Linked DNA regions of Zea mays: region 1 is linked to region 2. A link is a contact called in public Hi-C data. All regions are on one chromosome and are shown on one strand. The core of a region is the stretch at or near the end of the contact, and the rest is flanking DNA. Distances in the headings are between cores, read along the strand shown.

What was found. A called contact is a pair of places that touch in the nucleus more often than the background predicts.
Region 1: a contact with region 2 is called in a Hi-C map of leaf, with 2.9 times the contacts expected there. The contact joins the promoter of LOC103636228 here to the promoter of LOC100279289 in region 2. A contact is called at or near these places in 2 of 25 Hi-C or Micro-C datasets (leaf and tassel).

Annotation. Positions count from the first base shown.
Region 1 is chr8:158,725,272-158,728,078 of Zm-B73-REFERENCE-NAM-5.0, forward strand. LOC103636228 (B3 domain-containing protein LFL1) reads left to right here and starts at 1,504. Exons shown (of 7, transcript XM_008658583.3): 1 at 1,504-2,204. The coding sequence starts at 1,758.
Region 2 is chr8:158,565,346-158,568,192 of Zm-B73-REFERENCE-NAM-5.0, forward strand. It overlaps LOC100279289, which reads left to right and starts at 1,375. Exons shown (of 9, transcript NM_001152310.1): 1 at 1,375-1,985. The coding sequence starts at 1,416.

The sequences.
Region 1 (2,807 bases), core at 254-2,753, 160 kb after region 2:
CCAAAATATGATAGGACGGAGCTCTCAATTTGTTGTTGTTTAAATTGGTTCCATGTAGAATAAAATGACTTTAAAAAAGAAAATTATGCTTAAATACCGAACTATCCGACTACTCAAAATTTCTCGGACAGAGCCGCTGAAGCCGCTCCATGCTTTAGAACCAACACTAACTTAGGTAGCATTTGGTTCCTAAGTATGGTGGAACTGAACTGCTCCGCTCTCAAATTGTTGTTGTTTGGATTGATTCCACATATGATAGAGTGATTCTAAAAACAAAAAAAATATGTTTAAATGTTGAACCATTTGACTTCTTAAAAACGGAGCTTCAATAAACAGAGCCGTCCTATCCAATTGGCTTAGGAAGCAAACGCTACCTTAGTGACTGTCACGAACGAAATCGTTCCCGATACTGTAGTACTCCCTCCAGATTCCAGAAGAGCAGAATACGTGGCGATAAGGAAGCAAACGTATGCTTGCGCTTGCGCTGATGAAACAGTGGATGACTCGTCTTTTGAGACTGCTAGCTATAAATAACCCGAGCAGTCCATGATCCCGGTGTAGAGGAAACGCACGTCGAAACGTACAAATCGATCGATCGTATTTCAGCAGTATGCTTGATATTCGAGTTCTTTTTTATTTTTATTATTATTAGAATGTCGACTCCATCTCCATGAATCTGTACACAGCGTTGTCACTGACGAATCTAGAGGGTTTATCAGGGTCAGCGATTTGTGAATCCTTTAGAGCTAGTTTAGAAACCTTATTTTTTCGAGAGATTTTTATTTTTTAAAAAAATGAACTAATTTTTTAAATGAAAATCTCTTGAAAAAAATAAGGTTTCCAAACTACTTAGATCTAGTTTGGAAACTTTATTTTCTTATTTTAATTTTTTATAAGAAAATAGAAATCTCTTAAAAAAGGGTTTCCAAACTAACCTTTAAGGTGTATTTGTTTATCTTATAGATTATATAAGTTGGATTATTGTGGATGGATAGTAGGGTAAAATATTATTTTATAATCACAAATAAGTTAGTATTGGGTAGTTTATTTCAGCTTATCTGTGTTTCAAAGTGATATTTTACTCTTCTACTTTTACGCCATAATTCAACTTATATAATTTAGAAAGAAACAAACAGGGTCTTAGTAAAACACTGTTAAAATTTTAAAAATATTGTATCCTATAATGAAGCTGCTTCCAATGACTCTAATAATATTATTGTTAGCTAGATTGGCCACTGAACGTTGTATATGGCAGTTAAGTGCAGGTATTCTGAACCGATGCAGTGCTGGCAATGTTGCCAGTGCCGAAGACGACAGAATGCTGGACGTACTTCCTTGTACTTGCACCTCCACAAAGCACTGGCCGCGGTGTTTGAGTCCTTTCAAGACCCGGAAATGGAAGTCCCAAGTTAGCAAGCCGGAGTCGAGGAGCAGGAGAGGCAGAGCTGCTATTTTTGGCGAACCCCAACTTTTAAGCTTCACCGCAGCCTTTACCAGTGAATCGCCACAGAGCGCGCGGTGCCGGGGGCCGGGGCCGGGGCTCGGTGCGGCAGTGAAACCCAGCCATCCGTCCAATCGAACCACCACCAAGTCCCGAGCCCAAGCAGCCAGCAGTGGGCGGCGGGCGACCCCGGGAAACCAGGGCGCAGGCAGCATCCGGGGCTGGGGGCTGAGTTCAAAACAGAAACAGGCGGGCTATTTGTCTCGGCGCCCGCAGGGAATCCCGATGCGCGGAGGCTGAAAGCTGAAGCGCATGCATGCCAGCCCGCGCCTCCCACCCGGCGCTTGCCACCTCGCGCGCGCGCGGTTGGCCGCGCCTGCGCGCCCTCGGCATCGCCCCCGACGGGGGGCGTTGGCGTTGCCTCCCCCACTTTGCACCCATTTCAGAGCCCGCCCGACACTTGTCACCGCGCGCCCCCGCCTCCGCGTCTCCGCCCGCCCGCCCCCATCCGGCTATAAAAGCCTCGCCCTCTCCAACCCTAGCCGCCGCTGCCGCTGCCGCCGCCGCCGCTACCTCCTCCCTTCCTTCCTTCTCCGCTCGTCGTCGTTCTACCGGCATGGCCGGCATTACCAAGCGCCGCACCTCCCCGGCCTCCACCTCCTCTTCGTCCGGCGACGTCTTGCCGCAGCGGGTCACCCGGAAGCGTCGGTCCGCCCGCCGCGGGCCCCGGAGCACCGCCCGTAGGCCGTCGGCGCCTCCACCTGTGAGTGCCTCGGAATTCACGGTCTCCTGCTGTTGCGGTTTATGTGCACCGTGTCCGTGCGCGAGGGCGAGGCGATGGTGGGCCGTCGTGGCGCGTAGGTGCGGTGGGCTGGAGGCCCAGGGGAAGGGCACTGGCCATCCCCCGCGTCCGTTGTCGCCGGATTTTTTAAATTTTCGTGCGGGATCCGTACCATCGCTGTTTGATCAGTGGATCGTTGTTTACAAGCAATCGCTTGCAGGTTTAGTCTGGATTCCACGATCAATTTGCGCGATTTGGTGTACCGGTGTGTGTTTGATCACCATGGTATATCCGTATGTGTGTCATCCATTGGACACGTAAGCTGTAGATGATGGCATTAAATGTAGAGGATGAGGAAAGTGGGTCGCGGAGGGGCATAGTTTTGGTTGCTCATTTGCTGATTTCGTAGTGATGATATGGCATCTCAGCCGATTTTGCAGTTCGTCGATCGTGTGCATCATAAATGGCACAATGTTACAAGTTGTCACCATGACACCATGTATATGGCCTTGTAGTGAAACATTATTAAAAAAAAGAGTGTATGTAACATTATTGGTTGGAGTTGTCAGTGTACATGTGTGCATT
Region 2 (2,847 bases), core at 125-2,624:
TGGCGACGCGACTTAGGTCGCAGTGGCGGCCAGCGGCACGTCAAAATAAGGATCTGGCTAGGAAGGCCCCTTCTTCCCCGCTACGATGAACTCAAGCGAGTTCGAGGCGGCCGATTGTCGTGGGAGTGGCGACGCGACAGAGGCCACGATGGCAGCCAGCGGCGTGCCAAAGAAGGATTTGGTCGGGAAGGCCCCTTCTTCCCCGTCGCGATGACCTCGAGCGAGCTGGAGGCGGTCAGCTGGCGCGAGAGCGACGAAGCGACAGAGGTCGCAGCAGCGTCCGAAGAAGGATTTGGCTAGAAAGCGAGGCTGGCTATGGGTAGCTTCCTGGTTCCTGCGTTGGCGAAGACGATGAGGAGCACGGGGTGCACGAGGGCGAGGGACAACGCTATTGGAGGGGCGCGGTGGGCAGGAAACGACGGGAAGGAGAGGTAGGCTAGGCCGGAGAGAGGCAGAGAAGGAGAGAAACAAAGAGGTAAATTTTCGCGTCCGCGGGTCAACACGCGTCGGTACGCGAGAGGCGTCGTAGCCCGGGAACACGGAGAAGGCTCCAAACCGGAGTGTCTGTTAAGACTTTAGATTAGAAACACTACTTTAACCCAAATCTTTTATGGTATGGCTAGCTTTTATCTAATACCATGAGTTACAATGTAGTATCCATACAATGTTTTTTAAAACCATGGTAATTTTAGAGTTGGCAAAAACTACAATATTATTATGATAATTACTCTCTCTGTTTCAATTTATAATTTATTTTACTTTTTTTTGCCAAGTTTGACTGACTTCGCCTATTCAAAAATTTTGCGAAAAAACAAAAAAAACAAAGCCATACTTAAAGTATATTATAGAGAAGACAACATTATAGTAAAAAATAGCAATAATTATGATTTTTTTGTTTTAGACGAGCCGGTCAAATTTAAGGTTAATCAAACGAATTACAATTTCGAACGGAGGAAGTACAAAATATAGAATTGTAAATCTTTTTAAGAAATATTGCTGCTAAATAAACCCTCAACAAATGAACTTTTTCCTTCTATTGACCCTGTTTGGCACAGCTTATTTTCAGCTTCTTCATAAATTTAAGCTGAAGTCCTGCCAAACAGGCAGCTTCTGCAGCAGCTTATCAGTTCAGCTGCTTCTCAAAATGAACTAAAAGCAGCCAACAAGCAGAAGCTGCTTTTTACCAGCTTATCAGATAAGCTGCTTTTTCAACAAGCAGCAGCTGTCCCAAATATGGCCATTATTTTAAATCTTGACGGCAATGGGCATCGCTAGGCCTAGGAGGCGGTAGCCCTCCCACCGCCGCGAGCCCGCAAGAATAAACAGAAGAGTAGAGAAAAAACCAAACCAAAACCCGGAGCCCTCCTCGTCTCCCCCGTTCGGCGGCGCGACGGTAGAGAGATTCCGTCGAACACATGGCCGCTCTCGCCTCAGCCGCCCGCTCGAGGCGCCGGCTCCTTCCCTATCTGTACCGCCTCCTCCACTCCGCGTCCACAACCGCTGTCTCCCCGTCGCCCTCCACCAGCCGCTTCCTCCGCCACGCCTCGCCGGTGCCCCGCACCCCTGACCACTCCCCTTACCTTCGGTTCCCCGCCGCGCGCGTCTCTACGCTCCCCTCAGGCCTCCGCGTCGTCACGCAGGCCTACCCGGTCGCCACACGGATTGCCTCCGTCGGCGTCTGGGTCGATGCGGGGAGCCGCTTCGAGCTCCCTGGAACCAACGGAACCGCACACTTCCTGGAGCACATGGCCTTCAAGGGCACACGGCGCCGGCCCAACGCGCAGGTGCTCGAGGTGGAGATCGAGGACATGGGCGCGCGCCTCAACGCGTATACCTCCCGCGAGCAGACCACCTTTTTTGCCGACGTGCAGGCGCGCCACGTTCCGGCGGCACTCGACGTCCTCAGCGACATCCTACAGCACCCGCGATTCCCCGAAAGGGCTATCCAGCGGGAGCGCGGCGTCATCCTCCGTGAGATGGAGGAGGTGAGCTTTTTCCACGAATTTGCTTGCTTGACTACCTTAGAGGCGAACTGTAGTGATCCTCTGTCCCAAATCAAAATTCGTTTTGGGTTTTTAATGGATTCATACTTGATGCATATGTTTTATATATGTGTCTAGTCTAGATTCATCATCATTCATTTGAATATAGACGTAAAAAGCCAGGAGCTAAAACGAATAACGATTTGGCATTTGGGATGGAGGGAGTAAGTAGCAGTATTCTCGCTGTGTTGCTAATTGGACATACCACTGTGATAAGGGTAAAGGTGAAAACTTTAGATGTTGGATTGTTTTTTCAACTAAAAGCGGAGACTCCATTATTTCAATGCACATTTGGTATTGCTTTAGCTGGGACCTTGCTTATTGAAGTTTGTGTGGGACTGTGTAATTGGCAGATCATAATTTAGCGTGGCAACTGGTATCTTTTTTAACTCGTAGTTTGTCCCCGATGCTATCCATCTCATTCTTATTCTACTTGGGAAAGCTGCTTGCTGTGGGATATGGCACATACTCCCTTTTGTCCCTGAATAAATAGATTCCTAGCAAGTTTAGGACAGATTAGTATGACAGAGAGAAGACCACATTGCCCTTTATACACACTGATCTGTGATTATTCTAATAACATATTAATTATAGCATTTTCTACACACATCCAAGTTCCAAAACTTAATACTGCATTGGGAGATTAGAGGGGTTGCAGTAAATGCGAGGTGGCTTCGAGGAAAAAAAAGGCCGGTGGACCATTCAATCTCCTAGAGATTGATTTATTTGTAGACAAATTCTTGAGCTAGGAATATATTTATTCAGGGACCGAGGGAGTATAGACAAATATAGTGCCCTGACCCCC